Regions from separate parts of the Pan troglodytes genome. Here region 1 is linked to region 2. The links are chromatin contacts, called in public capture Hi-C maps. All regions are on one chromosome and are shown on one strand. The core of a region is the stretch at or near the end of the contact, and the rest is flanking DNA. Distances in the headings are between cores, read along the strand shown.

Region 1 (6,602 bases), core at 2,851-5,350, 270 kb before region 2:
CATGGCCAGCCTGAAACTACCCATCCTGAAACTAAGGCCCCACCGTGAGTCCTCACATTTAATAGCATAAACTATTAGGGCTCATGATGAATAACAAAAATGTTAACATCACTTGGGAAATTCCAAGGATTTAGGTTCTCTCTCCCAGGAACCAAGGACGAAAGCAAGGCAAATTATTATAGAACTCTGAGTTTTCCTCTCCATCCCCCACTCCCTTAGTCATCTCTTGATGTCCTCTCTTAGGGATCCCTTCACCTTGCTGTCCCCCAGCAAGTGACCAGCCTTGGTGGCTGTCTGCATAGATGCCCCTGTTGGTTGTGGCCTTAGGATCCTTTCAGGCAAGAAGCCTTGAGATATTTCTGTTCACTTCCCTCCTGGCACCTGCTGTGGAACACTGTCATCTGCTGCCATCCTTGCAGTGGGAAAGGGATTTTAATCAGGGGTGATTATACAGATGGGTGAAGTTCTTCTTTCCCAGGTATTTTCTTTTTTTTTCTTTTTTTTTTTTTTGAGACCAAGTTTTGCTGTTGTCCCCAGGCTGGAGTGTGATGGCATGCTCTTGGCTCACTGCAACCTGCGCTCCCTGGGTTCAAGTGATTCTCCTGCTTCAGCCTCCCGAGTAGCTGGGATTACACGTGCCTGCCACCACACCTGGCTAATTTTTTGTATTTTTAGTAGAGACGGGGTTTCACCATGTTGGCCAGGCTGGTCTCAAATTCCTGACCTCAGGTGATCCGCCCGCCTCGGCCTTCCAAAGTGCTGGGATTATAGACATGAGCCACTGCGCCCGGCCTTTCCCAGGTATTTTCACATGCTGTGAGGGCACGGCCATGGTGACTTGTACTTAGTCAGATACACCCCGAAGGCTCAGCTGGCCCCTGCCTTCTCACCACCGTCGAATCTGTCCACACACATGCCCCTACCTCCTAGATGTATCTGCATCCCGAACCCCTGCATTGTTCATATGAGTTCTCGAGGACTAACCACCCTCCACACCTCTTGGGCTGTTTGCCTACTCCTGGCTCACTCTGTCGGACCTTCAGCAGAGGACTGCAGAATGCTTTGTCAGGAAACACAGGAGTGTGGAGACCAGCGAGGAGGCCGACACGGTCCTCTATGCAACATGTGACGGTGGCTTCCACTAAGCTGTCACTCCCCATTCCCACTCCCAGCCGTAGACAACTGCTAATCTATTTTCTGGAAATAGAAAGATTCTTATTTCCCTATAGATTTGCCTATTTTAGATGTTTCATATAAACAGAATGATAGAGTATGTGCTCCTTTGCCACTGGCTTCTTTGAGTTAGTGTCATGTGTCCAAGGTTCCTTCACAATGTAACACATGTCACTCTTTCACTTCTTTTTTTGTTGTTTTTGTTTTGAGACAGAGTCTCGCTCTGTGGCCCAGGCTGGAGTGCAGTGGCGTAATCTTGGCTCATTGCAACCTCCGCCTCCTGAGTTCAAGCGATTCTCGTGTCTCAGCTTCAAAAGTAGCTGGGATTACAGGCGTGTGCCACTATGCCCGGGTAATTTTTGTATTTTTAGTATAGACAGTATTTTGCCGTGTTGACCAGGCTGCTCTTGAATTCCAGGCCTCAAGTGATCCACCCACCTCGGCCTCCCAAAGTGCTGGGATTACAGGTGTGAGCCACAGCACCTGGCCAGTATTTTACTTCTTTATATTGCTGAATAATATTTCATTGTATTGATATACCAAATTTTGTTTATCGATTCATCAGTTGGTGGCTGTTTCCGCTTTTTGACAATTGTGAATCACGCTGCTTTGAACATTCATGTATAAGCTTTTATGTGGATGTGTATTTTAACTTCTTGGGTACCTACCTAGGAGTGGAATTGCTGGGTCGTATGGCAACTCTGTTTCTAGAGCTGCCAGACTGTTTTCCAAAGGGGTTGCACCATTTTACATTCCCAGCAACAATGTATGAGGGGTCCAGTTTCTCACCAGCACTTGTTATTACGTATCTTTCTGATTACAGCCATCCTAGTGGATGTGAAGTGGTTTCTCACTGTGGTTTTGATTTGCATTTCACTAGTGGCTAATGATACTGAGCATCTTTTCATGTGTTTGGTGACTATACATCCTAAAGAAATATCTATGCAAATCTTTTGCCCATTTTTAAATTCAGTTATTTGCTTTTATTATTAATTTGTAGGAGTTCTTTATATATCCTGGATTCCACTTTTTTGTTTGTTTGAGACAGAGTTTCGCTCTTGTTGCCTGGGCTAGAGTGCAGTGGCGTGATCTCGGCTCACTGCAACCACCGCCTCCTGGGTTCAAGTGATCCTCCTGCCTCAGCCTCCCCAGTAGCTGGGTTTACAGGCATGCACCACCATGTTCAGCCAATTTTTGTATTTTTAGTAGAGATGGGGTTTCGCCATGCAGGCTGGTCTCAAACTCCTGACTTCAAGTGATCCCCCTGCTTTGGCCTCCCAAAGTGCTGAGATTACAGGCATGAGCCACTGCGCCCAGCCTGGATACCACTGTCTTATTAGAGGTATTGTCTGCAAATATTTTTTCCCTTTGTGTTGTCTTTTCACTTTCTTGATTATATTATTTGTAATAGGAAAGTTGTCGATTTTGATGTCGTCCAATTTTTCCTTTTGTTGCTTGTGCTTTTGGTGTCATATCTAAGAAACCATCACCTAATAGAAAGTCTTGGAGATTTCCTTCTGTATTTTTGTCTAAGAGTTTTCTAGATTTAGGTCTATAATCCTAAATCATTTCTGTGTGTGGTATAAGGATGGTGTCCAATTTTGACTGGGTAGCCAGCCGTCCTAGCACCATTTGTTGAAGTCTGTTCTTTCCCAAGTGTAATATTTTTGTAAGTTGTGATTTTTGATGGTTACACTGGGTCAAATATAGACAATTTCATAGGGTAAAATGTAGTTTTATTACTGTATTAATATGAACGCAGTAAAATGCATTTTCTGATGTTGCCACCAGATGGCAGCAGTACTCCAGCTTTTATCCCTCTCCAGGCTAAGCTACTACAAAAAATGGGAACATGATTTAATCGAGTATGAAGTATCCCGCACAAGAGCCTTACCATCTTTTTCTAACCCCCTGATAACCCTCACCGTGGCTACTCCAGCGTTGTAAATCTCGGCCCCCTACTTTTTTAGCTAGCCTGACGCTGGGTTTTCTGTTCTCTCGTGTAGGATGGAGTAGTAGGAGGTCATGTTTTGGGCTCTTTGAGTGAAGTTGAAATAGAATTTGATTCCTACACACTCAGTGAGAAGAGTGTTACATGTTCATTATAAAAATGTAGAAAATATAGTCAAGCTGTCCTCAACTACCCAAAAGCCTAATAGGAACAGGCATTTACCCACTACGTGAGCTCAGTGTAGCTAAACGTCAAGCATTCTTAGCTCTTTGCTGATTTAATTTTGGTTTAAGGTAGTAAAAAGTTGCTATCTCTGCTGATCAGATGCACTAATTGATAGTTATGTACAATTTTCACTAAGCACAATCAGGTAAATGGATTATTTCCCTGCATTATTTACTAAATAGTGGAGAGAAAGTAAGAGAGTGACAGCTTGGATGCCTCTGCTACAATGATGTGTCTTCGACACGTAAGTGTGTGAGTGCCAGCCCCGGCTGTTCCCTTCATCCTCTGCTGTTCTTGGGTGACGAACTTCCCCAGGGCAGGCCTCACTCCTGCCATTCCTGCAGGATCCTCTGCCGCTCCCACGGCCTGTCTGACATGGACTGAGGGGTCCTCAGACCCCTTAGGTCTCTGCACATCTCACCTGCTGCGCCTGTGGGCCTCTGAACCCCAGCATCAGAGCTACCCAAGCACCCTCTTTCCCCAAGGCAAGCTAACCAGACTGTCCCAGGGAGCCGTGAGGGGGACCGAGAAGTGGGCAGCCAAGACAGCCTCCCATGCAGGGAGCCCACCGAGGCCCAGCTCCGACCTGGAGCCGCGTCCTCTTTCAGCAGGCTGGGAGCGATTACCGTCTGTCCATCAGCAGCTTCAAGGAGCCAGTGATGACCTGGGCCATTCAGGGAGCCAGCCTGGGGGAAGGGGCTCCCGCTTTGATGTGCTCAGCGAGGTCAGAGAGCAAGCAGGGGGGAGGCCCACGGGGAGAGCGGCTGGCACTGCCTCCTCTCCCATCCAGGTTTCCAGGAAGACGCCAGCTTGTCCTCATCACCTCTTTCATCTCTCCGTTCTCTGGGGCTGGTTCTTGTCCTCTCGGGCCTCCCTGCCGCCCAGGTGGACAGCCTTGGGCCCCTCATCCCAGACCTCCAGCCTGTGTTCCGAGGAGCTTGTGGTGGCCAGACCCATCCACCCACTTTCTCTGTAGTTGGCTTTAAGGGGCATGTGGTCATCACTTCATGCATACAACACCGCTCTGAGGGTCAAGCGAGAATCTCCCCCTTGGAATCAGGGGCTCCCCATGCTGGAAGGGGACTCAGGCTGTGGGCATCACCCCCATGCTGGGATGCTCCAACTCCGTTGCTAACAGACAGCTGCCAAGCCTGGGCTCACTCACTCACAGCTGCCAGGGACTCACTGGCCACTGAAGGTGCCACCTTCATGGGAAAGAAGACAGAGGAAAAGAGAGGGCGGGAGCTGGAAGGTGGCAGGAGGACAGAGAGGGAGCGAGCCACTGTGCCCTGGGCTCTGTGCGGTCCTCCGAGCCTCTGTCTCACACCAGGGCCTCGGTCAAGCCGTGTCTGAAAGGCTGCCAGCCCGTCCTGGCCCTGCCGGGGAGTCTGGCCTTTTTCCTGCCTAAAGTTACAGAATTTTCCAGAAGTATCCTTGGGTTTATTTTCTGGAGTTATAAGCCAGATTTCCCTTGTCACCCTACTTCTCCAGCCTAGGAAAGAAAATTCCAAGAGAGAAAGCAAGCAAGAGGCTTAGAGGGCCTGTGATCACAGCTGAGACTCACTCTTCCTTTCCCTACTCCCACACGGACCCCCGAAAGCCAACACTTGTGGTAATTTCTGCATTCGACCTTTGTGGCCTATGTGGAGCCTGTTATGTTTAAAAGCTCCCCATAATAGCCTTGTGAGGGATATACTATTCTTCCTTGTTTTTATTTCCATTTTACAGATGATGAACATGAAGCCCAGAGTGGTCCATTGATTTCCCGAGGCCACATCTGTACACAGCAGAACTAGGTTTTGACCCATCCGTCTAACTTGGGAGCCCCACTCTTAACCTGTGTTTCTCCAGTGAACCAGGTGCTGAGAGACCAAAAGAGAAGTCCCGATTCTCCTCTCTCCAGCCTTCCCAGATCCCAGCCAGGGATGAGCGAGTGTACACTTGGAGCAGGAAGGCAGGTCTCCTAATGGAAAGACAAGGCAACTGGGTTCTTTTTAAATTCTGCCGCTAGCTAGCTGTGTCACCATCTTTCCAGACCTCAGTTTCCTCACCTGTAAAATGGGCAGTTGAGACAAAGTTGATGATCTCAGTCTCTAGATAAGACAATCTCTGAGATCCTTTCTAGTTTCAAGACCCTAAGTCTGGTTATGCCGAGATTACTTATTCGGGAGAAGACACAACACCCCTAATCCCTTACTAGAACCCACAAATTCAGCATCTCAGAGAAGGGCAGTGTAGAAACTCAATGTTTGGATCCAGTTTAGAAATCCAGACTGTACTTGGAAGTGAAGCCTCCCAGAAGGGACCTGGACATCGGGCCTTTTACTATCCTGCCCGGGCCCTTCCCGTCCTTTCTGGGGCCTGGCATCCCAGGCAGTGACTGGTCACACTGCAGCTTGCCATAACAAAATATCACAGTTTGCTGGGGCTGCCATAACGAAATATCACAGCCTGGGTGGCTTAGACAACAGAAATTCATTTGCTCATGGTTCTGGAGGCTGGAAGTCCAAGATCCAGGTGTTGGCAGGCTTGGTTTCTCTGGAGGCCTCTCTGTTGCTGATGGCTGCCTTCTCTGTGTGCGCTCACACAGCTTCTCCTCGGTGTGGCCTGTGGTCTGATTGCCTCTTCTTACAGGGACACTGGTCAGAGTGGGTGAGGGCACGTCCTCGAGGCTCCATTTCAATGGACTCACCCCCTTAAAGGCTTATCTCCAAGGGTCGTCACATTCTGAGGTACTGGGGTTGAGGCTTCAACACAGGAATTTGGGAGAGACAGTCAGCCCATAGCACACACCAGCCACTGCTGGGGAAGGTGGTCACAGCAGCAGAGGCTGGCTTCTATCGGACACTGGCCGCGAGCCAGGCACGGTGCTGGGGCTGTGCTGTGTAAGCTCATTGAATCCCGCAGTGCTTCCACAAAGGAGATATTTCAGAGATGAGGAAATCAGCTTGGGCAGACTGCCTGAGGGCACGCACCTAGAAAGCCAGGAAACAGGCCTGGACGCATGGCCTTACCCACGGTGCTATGTTGCTGCCCGATTAGATTTCTAGCACTTTCTCTAGAGGAGGAGGGTCATGCGGTTACGCTTTTTGGGGCCATTAGTCTGTTTTTCTAGAGTCCTAATGGGAATGAAGAACAGCCCTAACTCTGCTATTCTGACTGTAGTTTGGGGGAGAACTAGGAAAGGAAAAGCAGAAAAAGGGGGTCAGTTCCTCCACACTGCATATGGAGAAGGGCATTCCAAGCTGAATTA
Region 2 (6,850 bases), core at 4,260-6,759:
TTGGGGTGATGGGAGACAGCGACAGATCATCAGCATTAGATTCTCATAAGGAGCGCGCAACCTAGATCCCTCACATGCACAGTTCACGATAGGGTTTTGTGCTCCTATAGGAATCGAATGGCGCTGCTGATCTGACAGGAGGCAGAGCTCACGTGGTAATGTGAGTGATGGGGAGGGGCTGTAAATACAGATGAAGCTTCGCTCGCTCACCTGCCACAAACCTGCTGGGCAGCCCGGTACCGGTCAGTGACCCGGGGGTTGGGAACCCCTACTATAAAACACATTAGCTAAGACAAAACTCTACTACAAATTGGGGTTACACAATTTCCTCCTTCCCTCCTTCTTGCCATAGTTGTGGAACATCGAGGGGGTGCTAGGCACTGGGTTGGGTGCTGGGCCTGACAGAGAGCCAGGTCCATTACAAATGGTCTCTATCTTCAAGCCACGTAGGCCTGTCAAAGGCTGAAGCTTGATAGCACTGTGGTGTCAGGGAGGAATAGGATTGTAGAGCTGGAAGAGTCCTGGGGAGGTGGGGCCCAGGCAGGTGATGTGGCTTTGTCCATGGCCACAGAGCAGGTTCATGGGCAGGCAGGACTTGAGCCCAAGCTTCCTCCCCTCACGTGCACTCACTCTGCCGGCAGAATTCGGACCCCTGGCAGACAAGTTGGCATATGGAGATGCATAGAAATGAAACGCCCGAGCTTGCTGCCAGGTCCTCCTCCGTCAGGCACGCCCCTGGAGACCACCTCAGCGCCGACCCTCCCTGCCTCTCCCCTTGGCTAGCACAGCCTCTTGCTCAGGTGTCTAAGGGGCTTTGCTCCTAGCATATCTCCTGACCTTTTTGAGACAAGAAAGATCTAGCATTTGATTCAAAACTGTAAAGAAATCTATTCTCCACAAAGTAATGTATGGACTGAATACATTACTCCTGCCAAATGGATCCCATCAAATAAAATATCAGAGGAACTTTTGGAAATTGGTTAAATGGATCTAAAACTAATCTTGAGGAATAAACTGAGTAATGACATTTTTTCAAATATGAGAGATAATGAAAATAGCCAAGAGGGGGAACAAGTCCTTAAAATAAAACACATTGTATAACAATAATACATAAAACTGTGGTGTTGGCCCAAGAATAAACTGGCATTAAGTAGATACTCAGAATCTTGTTTTATGTGTCAGGTATGTAGAAATTTAATATGATAAGGAAGATACAATAATAGGAAATAGAGGTTTCTCAGTGATATACCTCACACCAGAACAAATTACAGATGGACTAAAGCTGAGTATCTTTTTAAAGATAAAAATCACAATAACTAAAAATAAAATTAAACATGTTTTCTAGAGCAGTGCTAATATTCTAGAACCAGTAGACAATCAATTATTGATATATTTCATTACAAAAAATTAAATAACTTTGTGTGAAACAACTATAACACACTTTAAAATGCAGTCAGACTGAGATAGACAATATGTTGTCAGTAAAATAGAAGGTTAATGTCTTTATTTTATTTGGAAAAATAAATTCACACATATATTTCACACAACTTGACAAGGAAAACATTAACATCCCACAAGATAAATGGGCAAAGAACACTACAGATGCTTTTCAAATGATGAACCACTTTAAAAAATATAATCTTGTTTGTACTAAGAGAAACATAAACCAGAAAAGTTACCAAGCAATTTTAAAATGAAAATATCCCTTGCTGGTAAGGTGAGGTGAATTTGGTGTGCAACTATATATTGGTATAGCCAGTCTACTGAATGCAATGTAGCTCTAACAAAATCTGTTAAATGCTGTTAAAGTGCTTCTAGTTTTCGACCTGGTACTTTCACTTAATGTCTCTAATCTTAAGAAATAATTCGGAATATTGGGTGAGAAGATATTTACTGCAGCATGATTTATAATTAAAGCTTTGGAAAAATGGACATCCTATAAATGTTCAACAAAGTCAGCTATATGCATATTCACTAGATAGGACAATCTGGTCAATTATTGTTTTGAAAATATAATCCCAAACACTGTGTGGCAACATGAAAAAAAAACTTGAATGTTTCAAATAAAAAGATATAATACTATAATTAACCACAGATGTTTATATTAAGAACAGGACTATATCAAGCTGATAATTTTTATGATAAAGTCATTGGATTGTTGATATTTTGCTCTACTTTGCTGTTTCATTGCTTTTATAATATGAACATTAAATTAAAAATAATCCACATTCAGCCTAAGCTTGGTATAAAGAGATGGTCACATGGGGAAGGAACCAATGCATCTGAACGCTAAGACAGGGTGCAATTAGAAGTTAACCACCCCATTTTCATTTGTGGAAAACAATCTTCTTTTGTGCAAAGCTTCTCAGACTCATGTTGCTCCACCTGTGTAGCTATTGTGTGTAGGGTCCTGGAAACATGGTATCTTAGAATGGACACAGTCTCCGAGATCATTTTATTCTAAACTCCTGGTTATTCAAGAACCAGAACTACAGCATCTGATTAACTATTCATCTTCTGATTGATTGAATGCTCTCATGAATGGGGAGTTCACCACCTCACAAAGCAGCCTGCTCAGTCTGTGCCTTCTAAATCATGCCTGAGGCCATTATACATGACCTATACATGTTACCTCCGAATATAACAGAAAGTAGAGATTTCAAGCCATGATCACACACTACGGAACTGGAGTGAGGCAGTACCATTCTTTCTAGCAACAGAAAAATATTAAGCTCAAAATAGGAGACCATCCTCATTTATGAAAATTATATTCTAGAAACTGGAATAGAGAAACCCATGGTTATTCTACTGAACAGAAGTAATTATGGGCAAAGGTTAATTCCCAAAGAAAAATGCTACAGATAGTTGCCACGCTTCTCTAGAGACTTATGAAAACTTTCAGTTCTTCTGAATACAAGAGGGAGACAGAGCCCCTCTTCAGAGCTCATCTTTATTGTATCAGAGCCTCTGGCTGTTTCTAACCTCAGCAGAGATGGAAGGCTGATAAACTGGTAAAGGAGGGCCAGGCAGTTCCAGACATGGGCCCGTGGGCCCCTCCGTGGGTTTGCCAAACACAGTGGGACATCTCTCAGCCAAGAATCATCCCAGTTCAGGTGTGTTTTCTGTATTTCACTAGAAGAATCTAAAAGTTTAATGTTTAAAGGGGGATGGAAAATCCACATTAAAAATGGAGAATGGTGCTTCAGCCCCACCCACATTTAAAACTGATAGTTTGCAAAGCAGTAAGAGAAACCAGCCAATGGCTCAAACTGCATCTCTTCAGGCAGACACCAGGCAACACAGTGAGGGGCAGCGAAGGAGGGTGTGGGAAGTCCAGACCCATCCTTCTGAGGGACCCAGGCAGCACAGGAGGGTGGCAGGGGATAAGGCAGAACCCCGAGGGTGAAAACATCAACCTGCGGATGTGAGCAGCAGAACGGGAAGAGGAGTCAGCAGACAGAAATGAGAAGGGGAGGCTGGGCGCCGTGGCTGATGCCTGTAATCCCAGCACTTTGGGAAGCCAAGGCGTGTGGATCACCTGAGGTCACGAGTTCGAGACCAGCCTGACCAATACGGTGAAACCCCATCTCTACTAAAATAACATACAAAAATAAGCCAGGCGTGGTGGCATGTGCCTGTAGCCCCAGCTACTCGGGAGGCTGAGACAGGAGAATTGCTTGAACCGGGGAGGCAGAGTTTGCAGTGAGCCGAGATCACGCCACTGCACTCCAGCCTGGGCAACACAGTGAGACTCCATCTCAAAAAAAAAAAAAAAAAAAAAGAGAAGGGAAAATGTCAAATTCTCTCAGCCACGGATTAGCAAAAGTATAGAAAATGTTGGGGTTGAGTGCCTCTTGGATTCTTTCTAGGGCAAAAAGTTGGTATTCCCTGTAGCATAGAACAAGACTGTGATGATTTCATAGTCTGTGGGTTAATATGATATGAGGGTCTTGGATATACATCATTGTTCCCCAGAAGTAGTGGAGAGTTGAAGTGAGAGGGTTAGGATTGAAGAGGATCTGACCTTTCTGTTACTCCCTTGGGAAAAGCAGTATATGCCAGATGGCTGGGCTCCTGAAGACCCTCCTGCAAGGCTGAGCATGATGGGCTGTCTGTACAATGTGGGTGAGAACATAGTAATGCCCCCCGGTTCAGAGAGCAAAGTGCAGGCCCATCCCAACAGCTGGACTGTCTCTGCAGGGGTTCTCTTTCTAATCTAGGTCCTGACTTGAATCAAAAGGAAGGAGACTGAGCCTCTCAGAGGACCAGGAACCAAGCCAAGGCTTGACACAACCAGCCTCTCTCTCTCTGCTGTCTGGAAAGGTACTCTCACCACCCAGCACCCCCATCACTCCCCTAAGATTTTCCACTGTTGGTCACATGTGCAGAGACCGCCAGCAGCTTTCATGGTGACCGAGCTTTGCTGAGGAGGATCAACACTTTCTCATGACCAAAAGCAATAATGTCTCTTGAAAAGCAGCTCTCACACATCCTACCAGACTATGACCAACTTATTTGCCTTTCCTATTATTAATGGTTGCCTTAGATCCAGCAACTAACATCATAGCAGCCGTGTTCCATGCGAGGTGTTCACTCACCCACTGGAAATCACAGTCCTGCTCTACGTAATCATGAATTTCAATATGCTAACAGTCTTAAGCTGGCCAAGATAAACTTAATGGATTTGGTTTAGTATTTGGTGCCAAGAAACATACAGCTGATGAACCCAGCTCACAGTTGCACTGAAATCACCTGGTGTTTCCTTGCCTCTCTATCTACTGTGTCCTCAGGCAGGCACTGAGAGAGATGACCTTGGCCAGGCCATGCAGGAAGACGGGAAAATTGCTTACAGCTCTGACAGGAGCTGCACCCTGCAAAAAACAGCCTTTGGATTGTTGACTCACCGAACTAGCCAGTTCGTGTTAATGCAGCTGTGACACAGGATGGCTTTGCTGCCTCCTAGGTGGTGAGACAAAGGGACGTGAGGAGGGGGCAAAAGGGAACGCAGAAAAATACCTGGTTCATGCAGACCCGTGGGAACAGCTGCCAAACAAAAATTACTGAGGACATTTGTGAGGGTAACTGGCGGAGATCTTACCAGAGATTTGAACTGTAAAGGAAAGTGGTAAAGTTTTATTTAGGACACCCCAAGGCTGAGCTGAGCACGGTGGAAGGTCCAACTCGATTCTCGAATAGTAAGAGAACAAAGTATCTGGATACACTTCTCAGGCTCATTCATCCTGTGCCATATAATTGGGGTTCAAAACTAGGATGGAAAACCTAAAAAAAAAATTATTGGTGAATGAGGAAGTGGCAAAAGAAAAAAATATTTACTCAACAAAGACAAAGGTTCCTTGGGCACTTAGAATGCACTGGGCACTGTGTTAGGGGTATTGAGTGGACAAGAATGATCACCAGCTTCCAGTCCAGAGAGGAGGGCAGATGTAGGATAAGGAGAACCAGGATGGACACCGAGCAGCAGGAGTTCCATGTGTTACAAGTTCTGTCCCTGAGGGCCTCTCTGCCTGAGGGTCTCCCGCTGGAACGGCCGTCTTTGTTACCACTGCTCTACCTGCACTTGCGGCTCCCTTATGGAAGTGGGTATTTCTGGGCTCTGCCCTCGGAGAGTCTGCTTTCATCTGCATGGCGAAGGAAATCTGTATTTTTTTCCCCGGGCTCTCCAGGTAATTATGATAAGCTGGGTCTGGAACACTTCCTCTCATAGACTCAGGTTAGAAAGTTGCTGGGTGGTACAAAGTCCATGCTGAGAAGGCACAGTTGAATACATCCTGCTTTCCTGTAGGAGATCCTGAGTGTCCTTTCCTCTGGGAGCCAGCCTAGATGGTGTTAGGGTCCCTCCTCTGTGCTACACTAGTGATCTGGGCCCGCTTGCTTTAGCACAGTCTGTTATCATGCTGGCTTATTCTAGGTCTCTGCCATTAGGCTCTGAATTCCAACATGGCTGTTGTATCTCACTCACCTCCTTTTCCCTGGTGTTTAGCATAAAGGGTATACAATAAATATCTGTTGCTAAATGAGGGAGCGTGTTTTTTTTGAGATAGAGTCTCACGCTGTCGCCCAGGCTGGAGTGCAGTGGCACGATCTCGGCTCACTGCAATCTCGGCCTCCTGGGTTCAAGTGATTCTTCTGCGTCAGCCTCCTGAGTAGCTGGGATTACAGGCACGCGTACCACCATGCCCAGCTAATTTTTATATTTTTAGTAGAGAAGGGGTTTCACCATGTTGGTAAGGCTGGTCTTAACTCCTGACCTCGTGATCCGCCCTCCTTGGCCTCCCAAAGTGCTAGGATTACAGGTGTGAGCCACTGTGCCCAGCCACATGATGATTTTTATGTATTTCTGAGCCCTGCTCTCCAGGAGAAAACATTGGCAGGGTGACATGGAAGAGGAATATCAAAATAGATATGCCAGGAACCACCATCCCACCGATGACAGGGCCACTCACTGCAGCCACTGGTGCAGTTTGGTGCCGTGACAGAGCTGGTACCGGCGCTCTGGTTACAAGATCCGCTCCGGCTTTCTGGGGGACTCTCCATTTACCCCATCTTCTCAAGCTCACTACACTTTACTTTTGAGTAGGAAATATGAAAAATTAAAAAGTATCTCAATGGGCCTTGTGGGAAAATGTCCAGGATTCTCAGACATACCTTTAAATTCTTAAAAGCAAAAAACTTTTGCTCTCTAAAATGTTACTTCTTTAATAGGGTATGTGGGTTTTTTTTACCCTCCCCTGACTGCTTTTAAGAAATGCCCATAATACAGCCACACTTTTAGAGACTATGAAATAACTGATGAGGGAGTAAATCTTCTCTAATTTGAAGAGAAGCAAAA

What was found. Capture Hi-C pulls out chosen DNA fragments and counts their contacts.
Region 1: a contact with region 2 is called in a capture Hi-C map of stem cell-derived neural stem cells, with 8 times the contacts expected there. The contact joins two enhancer-like sites. A contact is called at or near these places in 6 of 7 Hi-C or Micro-C datasets (blood, induced pluripotent stem cells, a lymphoblastoid cell line and 1 more) and 1 of 1 other capture datasets (stem cell-derived neural stem cells).

What each region holds. Positions count from the first base shown.
Region 1 is chr9:128,121,744-128,128,345 of NHGRI_mPanTro3-v2.0_pri, reverse strand. The region is part of intron 7 of RPUSD4 (RNA pseudouridine synthase D4); the gene reads left to right. Among named protein-coding and RNA genes, the nearest start is that of RPUSD4, 18 kb to the left of the region's middle. Within about 2 kb of position 4,100, at least 1 of the 24 cell types and tissues checked has an H3K27ac peak or open chromatin away from gene starts, as enhancers often do. A contact at or near this core is called in stem cell-derived neural stem cells, where this site is marked.
Region 2 is chr9:127,856,435-127,863,284 of NHGRI_mPanTro3-v2.0_pri, reverse strand. No RefSeq gene overlaps it. Among named protein-coding and RNA genes, the nearest start is that of VSIG10L2, 19 kb to the left of the region's middle. Within about 2 kb of position 5,509, at least 1 of the 24 cell types and tissues checked has an H3K27ac peak or open chromatin away from gene starts, as enhancers often do. A contact at or near this core is called in stem cell-derived neural stem cells, where this site is marked.